3 separate regions of the Sus scrofa genome follow, and all the other regions are linked to region 2. The links are chromatin contacts, called in public Hi-C maps. All regions are on one chromosome and are shown on one strand. The core of a region is the stretch at or near the end of the contact, and the rest is flanking DNA. Distances in the headings are between cores, read along the strand shown. Region 1 holds the start of PNN (pinin, desmosome associated protein). Region 2 holds the start of TOGARAM1 (crescerin-1). Region 3 holds the start of FBXO33 (F-box only protein 33).

Evidence for each region. A called contact is a pair of places that touch in the nucleus more often than the background predicts.
Region 1: a Hi-C map of liver shows a contact between it and region 2, with 6 times the contacts expected there. The contact joins the promoter of PNN here to the promoter of TOGARAM1 in region 2. A contact is called at or near these places in 2 of 47 Hi-C or Micro-C datasets (liver and subcutaneous adipose tissue).
Region 3: a contact with region 2 is called in a Hi-C map of liver, with 6 times the contacts expected there. The contact joins the promoter of FBXO33 here to the promoter of TOGARAM1 in region 2. A contact is called at or near these places in 5 of 47 Hi-C or Micro-C datasets (blood, heart right ventricle, liver and 2 more).

What each region holds. Positions count from the first base shown.
Region 1 is chr1:169,723,403-169,727,600 of Sscrofa11.1, forward strand. It overlaps PNN (pinin, desmosome associated protein), which reads left to right and starts at 2,247. Exons shown (of 9, transcript NM_001244231.1): 1 at 2,247-2,436; 2 at 3,077-3,148. The coding sequence starts at 2,324.
Region 2 is chr1:175,195,186-175,199,521 of Sscrofa11.1, forward strand. It overlaps TOGARAM1 (crescerin-1), which reads left to right and starts at 2,987. Exons shown (of 22, transcript XR_002346627.1): 1 at 2,987-4,336. KLHL28 (kelch-like protein 28) reads right to left here and starts at 3,992. Exons shown (of 5, transcript XM_001926290.5): 1 at 2,819-3,992.
Region 3 is chr1:169,914,276-169,918,591 of Sscrofa11.1, forward strand. FBXO33 (F-box only protein 33) reads right to left here and starts at 1,581. Exons shown (of 4, transcript XM_001926592.7): 1 at 717-1,581. The coding sequence starts at 1,324. LOC102162695 (a long non-coding RNA gene) reads left to right here and starts at 1,525. Exons shown (of 12, transcript XR_002338918.1): 1 at 1,525-1,813.

The DNA of each region.
Region 1 (4,198 bases), core at 997-3,496, 5.5 Mb before region 2:
GCTCCAATTAGACCCCTAGCCTGGGAACCTCCATGTGCCACGGGTGCACCCCTAAAGGCAAAAATATATACATATATGTGTATATATGTGTGTGTGTGTGTATATATATACATATAGGCAGCTTACTAAGGTTGGTTTTTCTCTCTTTTTTTTTTTTGACCGCCCTACAACATACGGATTTCCCTGGCCCTCTGTGCCAGCCCAGGGATCCAGAGTCCTGGCGCTGCTGGGATGCCACGGATCCTGTTGCAGCACAGCGTGAACTCCAAAGTTCATTTCTCAGATCATAATAACATAGTTTTCTTTGGATATTTTGGAGCCTAGACGGGAAACTAATATTTATTGAGCATTTGTAAATGTTGAACATGGCATTCCACTGATGGGCCCCCATAAGTCAGACCATGTTAAACTTTCCAGGATCTTAAAAATAGATCCTATGGAAATAGGAATATATCCTACTTTTTTGGATAACTCTAAAAGCATCTTCCCATGGAAACATTGTTATACTTCGTGATTAAGATCTACTATTACCACATTCTCATGCTTCCTACACAGGATTGTAATAAGAATCAATAAGACTAAGTATGCTTATAATCAGAATCAAATAGTTATCAACACTCATCCGTCTTGGCAGCTCTAATTCTTTTTTTGTATAGCACTTAACCCATTTCTACCATTTTATGTAATTTACTTATGCTTATCGTCTGTCTCCACTCTTCCTGCCACCAAGCTCCTTGAGGGTATATATCTCTATTGTACACTGACTTATCCACAAACCTAGCACATAGCAGTCACTCCATAAATGTTCAATGACTTAATGAAAACATGAATGATATTTGCTCCATGAAAATCCTACAAACTACATGGAAGCAAGAACCACAGCTATCTTGTTCTATGCTTTTTCTTCGAAGCCTAGCTTAACACAGCTTTTAACGACTGTTGGTATGAAGTAAAATGGTAACTCGGGTTAAATACTTTTGGCCTGCTTCGTGCAAGGATGCACTGGCTGATGGATAAAGGATGAGAACACAAAGATTATTCATAACATTGCTTCCGTAGGAAAATGCTTTCTTCCTTTTTTTTTTTTTTTTTTTTTTTTTTTTTTTTTTTTTTTTTTTGCCTTTTCTAGGGCCGCTCCTGCGGCATCTGGAGGTTCCCAGGCTAGGGGTTTAATCGGAGCTGTAGCCACCGGCCTACACCAGAGCCACAGCAACGCGGGATCTGAGCCGGGTCTGCAACCTACACCACAGCTCCCGGCAATGCCAGATCCTTAACCCATTGAGCAAGGGCAGGGATCGAACCCGCAACCTCATGGTTCCTAGTCAGATTCATTAACCACTGCGCCACCACGGGAACTCCCGAAAATGCTTTCTGAGATGCAGTTTTCAAATATATTTCTGGAACAAAACCGGTTCTCAGGTCAGCAATAGGGGTAAAGCAGAACCAGAAGGTGGAGGACACAAACAATAGGGCTACTCTCCCGGACCCTGTCTTAAACCAACGAGCATTAGGCCGGGTGTAGAAGCTAATGCCTGCCTCGCCATCGCTTTTTTCTTGTAGTACATCCTTGCCCAGGGTCTGATCATAGGAAGACCCCAGGCCGGCATGACCTAGGGACAATTACAGTATCTCCAGACTCAACTTCCGTATCAGTAATAACAGAGATTTTATTTAAGCTTTTGGTTTGTGGGGGACAAGGCACATAAAGTGTTTCACGGTGTAGAGAACAAAGTAAATGTTATCTATTACGATTAATAATCTTTCCGTCTTCATTCTTTGCTTTGCGGTGCTCTTTACGGTTTAACCTCATTAAGGGAGCCGACCCGCCCACCCCCTCTCTGGGCATGCGCACCAACAGAATGGCCGCACCCTGTCCTTAGAAAATCATTTACCGGGGAAGATGGGAAAATAGACTCGCTTCCGCTCTACTCTAATGCGATTAGGTGGTAAAATGAAAAAAGGCACGTCATATACGGGTTAAAAGGGCTAGAAAGCTCCGCTCTCCTGGCCAAACGAGCACGGCCGCAAGCGCACGTCTCGGAGGACCTAGGGACTCTCAAACCCGCCCCGACTCTGCGCTAGAAGCGGAGCCCAGCCACCCGCGGCTAACTGGAGAGGGAGACAACCGCCTGGTCGACTTTTCATTGGCCCGGAGTCTCAAGGGCCGGCAGCTTCTCCCCCTTCCGGTTGCTGAATGGTTAAGGCCGAAATACAACTCCTATTGTCATTGGCTGAGGCCAGCTGTCAGTCCTCTCGCGTTTCGCGGCGCGACACAGCCAGGCGCGGCCTGTAGAGCAGTCTCGAAGCCTGCCGCAGGGAGAAGATGGCGGTCGCAGTGAGAACTTTGCAGGAGCAGCTAGAAAAGGCCAAAGAGAGCCTAAAGAACGTAGATGAGAATATTCGCAAGCTCACCGGGCGGGATCCGAATGACGTGAGGTAAAGGGCGGATAGGAAATTGCCGTCTCCGAAATGCAGTCGTGAAGCCGGGGTGAATTGGGGGCGGGGAGAGCGGTCAGCCCTGAGAAGGCTGGAACATCGAGGCCTGTTCCCGGGGCAGCAGTAGAATCCCGTCCTCCGTGAGGTGGGAGTTTCCGAGACCGCCACCCTAAGTCCTGGGGCTCAGGTGTGAGGAGCGAGAGCGGGGCCGGGGTGCGTCGGAATGGTTTCCTGTCCTGAGGGAAGGCCGGGACTGCCGATTCCCGCCCTCGGCCCTGTAGGCCCGGAACTGCAGCACAAAGCCTTTCTCCTCCTGGGGCCGCCTGACTCGGCACTGGTCCGGAGACCCTCCCGGGACGCTGTCCCCCGCTTCATGCAACTTCCTCTGGGGTGGCGAAATTCGGGCCTGACCCCAGCTTGTTAATGTGTACTGGCAGCGAGGTAAATACAATTTCGGTGGTACTGATCTTGGAAAAACAAGGAAGTTAATGCAGTACTTCCTGTCCTGTTTGAAACACGTGGATTTGAAACCGTCAGATTAGAACGTTCCTGGTTATTTTCTTTTGATGATGAACCTCATCCTTAAGGTGTTTGGTGCTGTTAGATACGATTTTTGTACTGATTTGTAAATATTTTGTAGGCCCATCCAAGCCAGATTGCTGGCCCTGTCTGGTCCTGGTGGAGGTAGAGGACGTGGTAGTTTATTGCTGAGGTAAGATTTCCTTAGGATTTAATTCACATGTTAAGACTGTTGGTACTTACTATACTAACTAAATTAAGGCATCGGTTTAAACAAATTTTGTGGTAGAGTCAACGTTAGAGATATTTCCGTAGTTTGAAGATGTGATGAGCTGTATGTAGTTTTCTGTATAGTTATCCAGGAACTTTACACTCCAAACTAGAGATTGAAGTGACTGTACCAGTTATGTGCAAACAATTTATTCCCATAGGTTTTTGTTTTTTTTTTTTTGTTTTTTGTTTTTTTTTTTTTCTTTTCAGGTCCATACCCATGGCATATGGAGGTTCCCAGGCTAGGGGTCCAATTGGAGCCACAGCTGCCAGCCTACACCACAGCCACATCAGATCCAAGCTGCACCTGCGACCCACACCACAGCTCACAGCAACGTCAGGTCCCCAACCCACTGAACGAGGCCAGGGATCGAACCCGCAACCTATTGATTCCCAGTCAGACTCGCAGCCGCAGTGCCACAACAGGAACTCCTATTCCCATAGTTGTAAAAGAAGCGCTATAAAAGCATTTGGGGATAAATGACCATTTAAGATTACTTTATTTATTTATTTATTTTTAAGCAAGCAAAGTTTTTTGGGTTTTTGTTTTTGTTTTTTTTTGGTCTTTTTGCCATTTCTTGGGCCGCTGCTGAGGCATATAGAGGTACCCAGGCTAGGGGTCTAATCAGAGCTATAGCCACTGGCCTACACCAGAGCCATAGCAACGTGGGATCCAAGCCGAGTCTGTGACCTACACCACAGCTTACTGCAACGCTGGATCCTTAACCCACTGAGCAAGGCCAGGGATCAAACCTGCAACCTCATGGTTCCTAGTCAGATTCGTTAACCACTTCACCACAATGGGAACTCCAGCAGAGTCTTTATTAAAGGAAAGTAAATAGCAGTTCCTGTCGTAGCACAGCAAAAACGAATCTGACTAGAAACCATGAGGTTGAAGGTTCCATCTCTGGCCTTGCTCAGTGGGTTAAGGAACCATGAGCTGTGGTATGGGTCGCAGATACAGCTCAGATCT
Region 2 (4,336 bases), core at 1,737-4,236:
TTTATATCACAAACATTCCTGTAAATTTAACTAAGCTTTCTTGAAATCATCTTGAAATGATTACTTTAACTTGTTTCATCTGAATTTGCTATTTTCAATGTATCCTTAATCACTCCCTTTCAACTTTCCGAGGTGTACTATTAACACACCTAACAGTATAATTTGATTTTTCTTATCTCTATATATGGTTAGATGTAAAAGACTTTTCTAGTCAATATAAAATTCCTAGAATTCCTTAGGTTCATACAATTCAAGAATAATATTTTTTGGAGTTCCCGTCGTGGCTCAGTGGTTAACGAATCCGACTAGGAATCATGAGGTTGGGGGTTCGATCCCTGGCCTTGCTCAGTGGGTTAAGGATCTGGTGTTGCCCTGAGTTGTGGTATAGGTTGCAGACATGGCTCAGATCCCAAGTTGCTGTGGCCATGGCTGGCGTAGGCCAGCAGTTACAGCTCCAATTAGACTCCTAGCCTGGGAACCTCCATATGCCTTGGGAGCGGCCCCAGAAAAGGCAAAAAGACAAAAAAAAGAATAGGATTTTTTTAAAATCTGCACTGTGCATGGAGGTCCCATCACGCCTCAGTGAAAACGAATCCGATTAGTATCCATGAGGATGCGGGTTCAATCCCTGGCCTCACTCAGTGGGTTAAGGATCCAGCATTGCCCATTGCTGTGAGCTGTGGTGTAGGTCGCAGATGCAGCTCAGATCCCACGATGCTGTGGCTATGACGTAGGCCAGCAGCTACAGCCCCAATTTGACCCCTAGCCTGGAAACCTCCAAATGTCGCAGGTGAGGCCCTAAAAAGACAAAAAAAACAACAAGTCTGCATAATAATAAAAGTCTGCATCATCTTAATAGAACATACATTAAATGGATGGGATTTATTTTCCACAAAATAACTCTAAAAGACAATTAGTAAGATATGAGATGCTATCAGATCCCACTTCCTAAATATCCACCAGGAAGACTAATGCGTCTTCCAAATCTTCATCAAGGAAATGAAAGGTAACAAATATAAAAATAAATTGCAATCTATAACATAGTGATCTACAGGGCCCCAAGAAAAAGTGTCAAAATTAAGACTCATCTTGTTTTGTTCCAAGGAAAAGTATATAACTAGTTGATTTAAGTATCCAAGCCCCTTGAAAAGTATTATTTACAGAGAGAAGTGGTAATTCTTAAGCTTCTACCATAATTTTGATGATGAAACATTATTCAGGGCTTTCCAAGTTCCTTTTCCTTGTTCTTTGATTACCACACAACTTCCCAAGTTCATGGATACAGGAAAGAGTGCACTGGGTTTTCAACCTGAAAATTCTGATCACTGGAAAGAGTTATCTTCTATTCCAACATAAACTGACATTCTAATGTGTACATTCTGATGTGCACATCATTCTTTTACTTTAGTTTGAATTGAGTTCCTGAAGTCTGAGCATACATGAGTAAAAATATAAATTTGAACTTCTTACATTGGAAATATGATAACTAGACATTCCTTCTCATTGACAACTGCTAAAATCATCTCTCGGGTTTCATTCCCCAGCCCCTGCCCTGCCCTTTACAAAAAAAAACAAGAAAAAATTTGGTTTTATTTTTTGGTCTAATGAAATATCTAGTCAAACCAAATTTAGGCAATTTATTTAAATATCAAAATGACTAATTAAAATTAAAGTAACAACCAAGAATTTAAACCAAAACATATGGACGCATGTTTGCATAAGTCTCATTTACATTTACTCACAAAAGAAAAAAAACCAAAACATAATAATCAAATTGGCTTTAAAACAACACTCAGAAATTATTTTTGAACTTTCATTATCCAGCAACATAATATATAAAGTAGTTTGGCACGCTAAGAATAAAGTATTTAAGAGACATCCCGTGTGTTACAGAACAGGGTAGGAACACTTGCATTTTAAAAGCATAAATTTAAGATTTTAAATAACAGACTTCTTTCATTGGGTCATTCAAAAGCAACTGTATTATTCCCTAAAACAAAAACCAAAAATTCTACCACACTACAAAGAATTCAGCCTCAAATCAGGCACTCTAGCTCCTCAACGGTGTCCGCTTAAGTTTTATTTAAAAGGAAAAAATGCTCACCAAATTCACTGTTTGCCTAAAACAAAGAAATGTCTATTACCAGCTCTAAATCTACAGGGCAGAATTCTCTTAGGACCATGATGCCAAGAACTTCAACCGCAACTGAAACTGTCTTTGCAATCTCCGTTTCCAGGAGACTGAAAGGCTGCAGAGACGCGGGAGGATCCCGCAGGGAGGTTGAAGCGCCGGAGGGAGCGGGAGGGGGAAGGGGTGAGCCCCACAGAGGAACTGCATTAGACTTTGAGAACGTATAAAGGAGACAAGGTTAGCTACAGAAAAAAAATAGATTTATCTTCAGCTCTAAGTAGGTTATGAAATAGAGAACTTATAGTTATGAGCATAAGGAAAAATGACAAAAAACAAACCCAAAACATTAACCCTTCAAGACCAGAGCGTAAGCGAAGTAGGAATCAGGGCGGGGGGGGGGGGCCGCAGGGAAAGTAAGGGCCCAAAACACCAGGTTTTGAAAAAAAAGTACGTAAGCTCGGAACTTGGCCCGGATTTAGATCTCCTGTCCCGGTAAGTAGACGGCAGGAGGAAAGGATCGCACATACGGCTGTAGACTGCAACACGTCTACAACGGTAACTAGCCCTGCACAGGAAGATGTCGTCTCTCCCCCTGCTTGCTACCGTTCATTTCCTTATATCTTACTCCACCACCAGCAGCACTCAAGCAAAACTTTGCACCGCAGAAGCACAGCAAAAAGAAAATACCTGAGTCCCAAGAATCACTCCCGCAGCAACAGGAGGAGGAGCCGTGGACGACTGGAGCCCGGGCAAGATCCTCACTTGCCTCTAGTCAAATCTCAATTCCTACGGGTGGGGCGGGGAACTTCCGCCCGGAGCGAGGAGAGCGTCACTTCCGCTTACTGCCGTCTCCTTTCCTCGCCTTCCCTGCTACAGAGACGTTCACTACGTTCACTCGTTCACTACGTTCGCTACGTTCGCAACACTCTCACTTCCTTTTCCAGAAGACGTCAGCCTAATCCGAATTTCTGACGTAGACTACATAACCCAGCATTCATCACTGCAGGTTAATTTCCGGGTTAAGACGTCCGCTCTGGGTACATCACCATGGAAGCGATCGGTTTGGTCACGTGGTGCCCCTGGTTACGCCCGGTGGCAGCTGTGGGGTCTGGCGCTCCGGCGGGGGCCATTTTGCTGAAGGCAGCCTCAGAGTCAAGCTTGGCAGCTGGTCAAGCTGTTCCTTTTCCTCTTCTGCAGCTTGAGGCTTGGAGAGGAACAAGAAGGCTGGGCTCCATCGAGCCCTTCGGAGACGATGGTTTCCTCCAGCCTCCACTTGACGACCCTCCATGGCGGCTGCGCCCTCCGCGCTGCACCCTCTGCCTCCCCTTCCAGCCCTCGGTGCCTCTCGCCTTCAGAGCCGCAGTCGTCCTTCCGCCTCAGAGACTGATGATAGTCTACGTGGGGGCGCCATGAGAGGCGAGAAAAACTACTGCCGAGGAGCTGCCGGAGACCACGGCTCCTGCTCCCCGACACCTTCGCCTCTGGCCTCGGCCCTCTTGATGCCGGCGGAGGCAGTCTCAAGTAGTTGGTCTGGGTCTGGAGGTGGTTTGTCAGGGGGAGACGAAGAGGAGACTCGGCTTCTTCAACTCCTCCGAACCGCGCCGGACCCTTCCGAGGCTTTCCAGGCTTTGCAGGCTGCTTTGCCGCGGCGAGGCTGTCGACTTGGCTTCCCCCGACGGAAGGAAGCATTGTATCGGGCCCTGGGCCGAGTGCTGGTGGAAGGAGGTAGTGATGAGAAGCGACTCTGCTTGCAATTCCTCTTGGACATTCTTCGGGGTCAGGGGGAGGCAGGCCAGCTGGAAGAGGCCTTTAGCTTAGCACTTCTGCCTCAACTGGTTGTTTCCTTACGAGAAGAGAATCCGGCCTTGCGGAAAGATGCGCTCCAGATCCTACACATATGTCTGAAACGTAGTTCCGGACAGGTGCTGAGAACGCTGATACAGCAAGGACTGGAAAGTACCGACTCCCGGCTTAGAGCTTCCACAGCTCTGCTATTCCCTATCTTGCTTACACCTGAGGATTTGTTGCTCGGCCTAGATCTTACGGAGGTGATAATATCCTTAGCACGAAAGCTTGGCAGTCAGGAAATAGAAGAAGAATCTGAGACAGCTTTCTCTGCTCTTCAACAAATTGGGGAGCGTCTTGGCCAAGAGAGGTTTCAATCCTATATCTCTCGCCTGCCTTCTGCCCTGAGGAGACACTACA
Region 3 (4,316 bases), core at 331-2,830, 5.3 Mb before region 2:
TTTATAGACACAGGCCAGTTCCCCCAACTCATGCAAACACCAAGCTATATATACTGTGCTACTTTTAGGTGAATAACTAGGGATAAGTTGAGTCTGGAGGTGCAAAGGGGAGGGACTTCCCAATCTTCATTATCAGGCTGTTCCCCAATCCTTTTAACAAACACTCCTACTCTTCATGCCTGGCCTAGTTAATCAAAACTATTCCCAGTAAGAAAATGGCTGTCAAAGATTTTTTGGGGGGGTACAGTCTAGTAACTATGAGAAACCAGTAGCATAGCTAGTCCTTCCCCACCACGAACTATTTTGAATGGATAGATTCAGAACTGAAAAAATCAGGTAGGATTTTGTTTCTCCCAAGACTCACTCACAGGCCTCACCCTCCAAGCTTCAGCTCTCATCTGTAAAATGAACTCCATCCCATTGCCAACGAAAGTACGAATGAGACAGGGCTTGGAAGGTGCCAGGAATGCTGTCTGATAAACACCAAATCCATCACTGTTTATAAAGTATTACGATAATCCCGTTATGCCCTCCCGCCTCAAGGAAATCGCTGGATTAAAACTGAAACCCCTAATCACTGAAAAAAGCAACGCTGAAGCGGGCCGGGAGTATCCGCACAGAATCTATTTTGAGGTGAGAGGAAGAAGGCCATCCTGCTCCCCGGGAGAGGAGGAAGCGGGAGAAGAGGATGAATGCAGGGTCCACGACGAGCCTACCTGTTGTTCCGGATGCTGACCAGCACGCACAGCACCAGCTCTAAGTAGGTGCGCAACACTTCTAGCCAACGGGATGAGAGCTGCAGGGCTTCGACTTCTTCCCCGCCAGTCCCGGTGTCGGCGCTGCCTCCATCGCCCGGGCCGCCGCCGCCGCTCAGGTAATTCTCCGCGGCGAACTCAACGCGCAGCTCTCGCACGAACCAGCCGCACTTGCGCATGAGGAATTCGAGCCGTGGCTGCTCCGCAGGCGAGACGCGGAGGCAGATGCGGAGCTGGGGCCAGAGAGCAGGATAGAAGAGGCACTCGCGCCAGTGCGAGCAGGAGGCCGAGGCCCGTAGCCGGTCGGAGGCGGACAGGAAGGAGAAGATGTGCACGATCAGCTCGCTGGGCAGCGACGCAGCGCCTGCCGCCTGCCCGCACAGAGCCATCCGGCCCCGCCGCCGGCTGCCGGTCCCCGGCCGCCTCCGCAATCCCCGGAGCAGCCCCCGCAGCCGTCGCAGCTGCTGCAGCCGCAGCCGCCGCCGCCGCCACCGCGCCACCCGGGCGGCCCCTGCTCGGGTTCCGGCTCCCGGTGGTCGGGGCTGCGGCACTGACAAGAACAACAACATCAATGACAAGGAAGAAGGGGGCGGAACCGTCGTAGGTCTCGGCGGAACCAAGTACAGCACAAGTTGCGGAGAGGGGGAAAGGCCTCTGCGGGGTTGGCCTCCAGACAGCCAGCCTGTGGCCTCTCAAACTTTACTCACGCGCGTCCGAGGCCTACACACTCAGGAACTTCAAAATCCTTGCTTTTACTGGTTAGGGGCCCGGAAGCGGCAGGACTAATTGTAAGGAAACGGCAGCCCTCCCCGCGCCTGGAGGCGGAGGCAGAGCAGTGGTAGGACCTGAGTTTGACGTCACCAGTGGTGGGAGGAGCCCGGCGTGATCCGGAGCTACTTCCGGAAGAAGGGAGCGCCCGGTTGCCGGTAGGAAAGGGAGACGCGGCACGTGACTCCTGACGCACGCAGGCTGTCGGGACGGGGGTGGGGAAGCGCTGGTGGTGCCGGTGTTGGGCGCCCCCTCCCGTCTCACAGAGACCGCCGAGTCCCGTCTTGTTTGTAAGTCGGTTAACTGGGGCGCTCAGGCAGTGTAAGTGGCGGAACTCGCGTTAGCGTAAGCGGGCGGTGACGCTTCTCATTATACGTTTTCCTGTTGCTGGGCTGAGGACTCAGAGCCAAAGTGCCGGCTTGGGTCTTTTTCAGCCTAACCTCCCCTCCCCCCTCCCCCGCAGAGAATTGTTGGGAGTTTCTGAGAAAAAGCCGCTAAGGCAGCAGGACCGGCGCCCTCGCGGGCTAACCCGAGGGGCTGGGTGAGGAGAGGAGAAGCGCGGGGAGGGGAGGCTGGACACAGGCCGCAAGCGGACCTTCCCTCGTGGTCAGACCTCGGAGTGGACAGTAGCGCACACCTGGGTGCGAGGGGAAGGAGTGAGGACAGCGCCACCCTTTGGATTTTGAGGGAGAAGAGAAAAAAAAAGGGCAAATGGGTTAGATCTGTTGGTTGATAATTAGTCTCTTATCCAGAGATTGAGGGAGACTGAGTTCCAGGTTTGGGGGCTCTAATTGTAAAGAAGTTTGTTGTTATGGTAAAGGTTTTCTTTAGCTCGGCGCCCGGTTTTTGAGGGAGGGATTTTTCGAAAGAGTGTCCTAACTTTATCACAACTCGGGAAGTAGTTAGTTAACTGACTGTAAGGAGCAGTGAAGTCAGAAAGAAATAAGCGATTTTATGTAATAATTGAGGATCGCTTTAATGAGGCTGCCGCTTCAAAGCCTTAACTAGGGTCTTGGAACAGCCGTGTTTATTTGTGGCTAACTCTCAGAAGCTGTTCTCCTGGATATTTTTAGCCCTCTGAGGGCAAAACTCTCCATTCATAATGCTTCCATGCCTTTTGATGCCTAGCACAGGCCCGTTACCAATAATATTGTGTTGGTACCTCAGTTATCTTCATTTCGGTACCTGTGGGGGGGGGGAAGCTATCATTCATGGTAGGTCACTTCTCTGAACCTCTTGTCTGTAAGAGATTTTTCTATGCAGTTATTATTATATCTTATGAATGGATTAATGAGCATTAATGGAAACAGCAGTGAATTAGGAAGTTGAGGCTTGGATTTAAATTTTTTATTTTTTAAAAGCATTCATTTTTTGGGGGGGGGGCTTGTCTTTTTAGGCCCGCACCCGCGGCATATGGAGGTTCCCAGGCTAGGGGTCCAGTTGGAGCTGTAGCTGCCGGCCTACACCACAGCTCACGGCAGCCCTGGATCCTTAACCCACTGAGCGAGGCCAGGGATGGAACCGGCAACCTCATGGTTCCTAGTGGGATTCGTTTCTGCTGCACCTCCATGGGATCTCCATCATTGAAATATTTTGAGTGACCCATGGACATCTAGATTTCCCACTTAATAGTAATTAAGTGTGCATCTCTTTAAAAGCGTATTATTACATAACAAAACTATCACACTTGAAAAACTTCTGTTGTCTAATAACCCATCTTCAAGTTTATCTAGTTATTTTCCAAATGTTTGTTATAGATGTTTTATCCAAACCAAGATCCGGTTGCATAGGCCGGCAGCTACAGCTCCGATTTGACCCCTAGGCTGGAACTTATATATGCCATGGATGCTGCTCTAAAAAGACAACCCCCCCCCCAAAAAAAAGGAAGTTCCCCTTCGAGGCTCAGCAGTAAGGATCCCAACTAATATCCAAATCAGGATCCAAGTAAGGGCCACACTTGTTTTAGTTTGTATTTAAAGCTTCTTTTAATCTAGAATAGTCACCCTCTTCCCAGCACTCATTTTTGGGGTCTCTCTGATTAGTTAATTACAGGAGGCTTATTGTGCTGTAGAATATCTCCCATCTGTAATTGTTTGGCTACTTTCTCTTGGTGTTTAGCTTACTACTCTAGTCCCTGAATTTCTAATAAACCTACATATTAATGTTAAAGGCTTGATTAGGTTGGTGACATCTTGATCTCCCTCCTTATAAAGTTTTGTGTTTTGTTTTTCTCTAAGTAATCTGTGAGATGTTATTTTCTACAAATGTCCAACTCCTCCATCAATGATTCACTTAATAGCCTTAACAATAATTGATAATTCTTGCCTGAATCATAATTTTATTATGAGTTGCAAAATAATAATTTCTAAGTCTTTTGTTCCATTTATATTTATTAATTTTCATTCTTCTGGATAGGAGAAGCTTTCTTTAACAAACTGGCAACATTTAGTTACCCTGAAATACAGCTCCTATTCTCCTATTGAAAAGACAGGAAAAAATGCCTAGTTCTTTTTCTTTTATTACCCATTTTGAAAGTAAGTTCTTTGGCCTCAAAGAGTGATGAATGAGTTTTTCTAGTTTTTATTTTTTCTGAATATCAAATTCTCATGGATTTTTAAAATGTTTTAATTTTCCTTTTTGATCCTTAAATTTTGATACTTCTAGAACACCTCACAAAGAAGTGTATGTGATTAATATTACAATTTTAAAAAATTCCTTGAGCATTTTTAGTAGAGGTAATACTGTACTGAGTGGGAGGGTAAGCTGGATTTTGATCTTTTTTTCTTTTTTGCT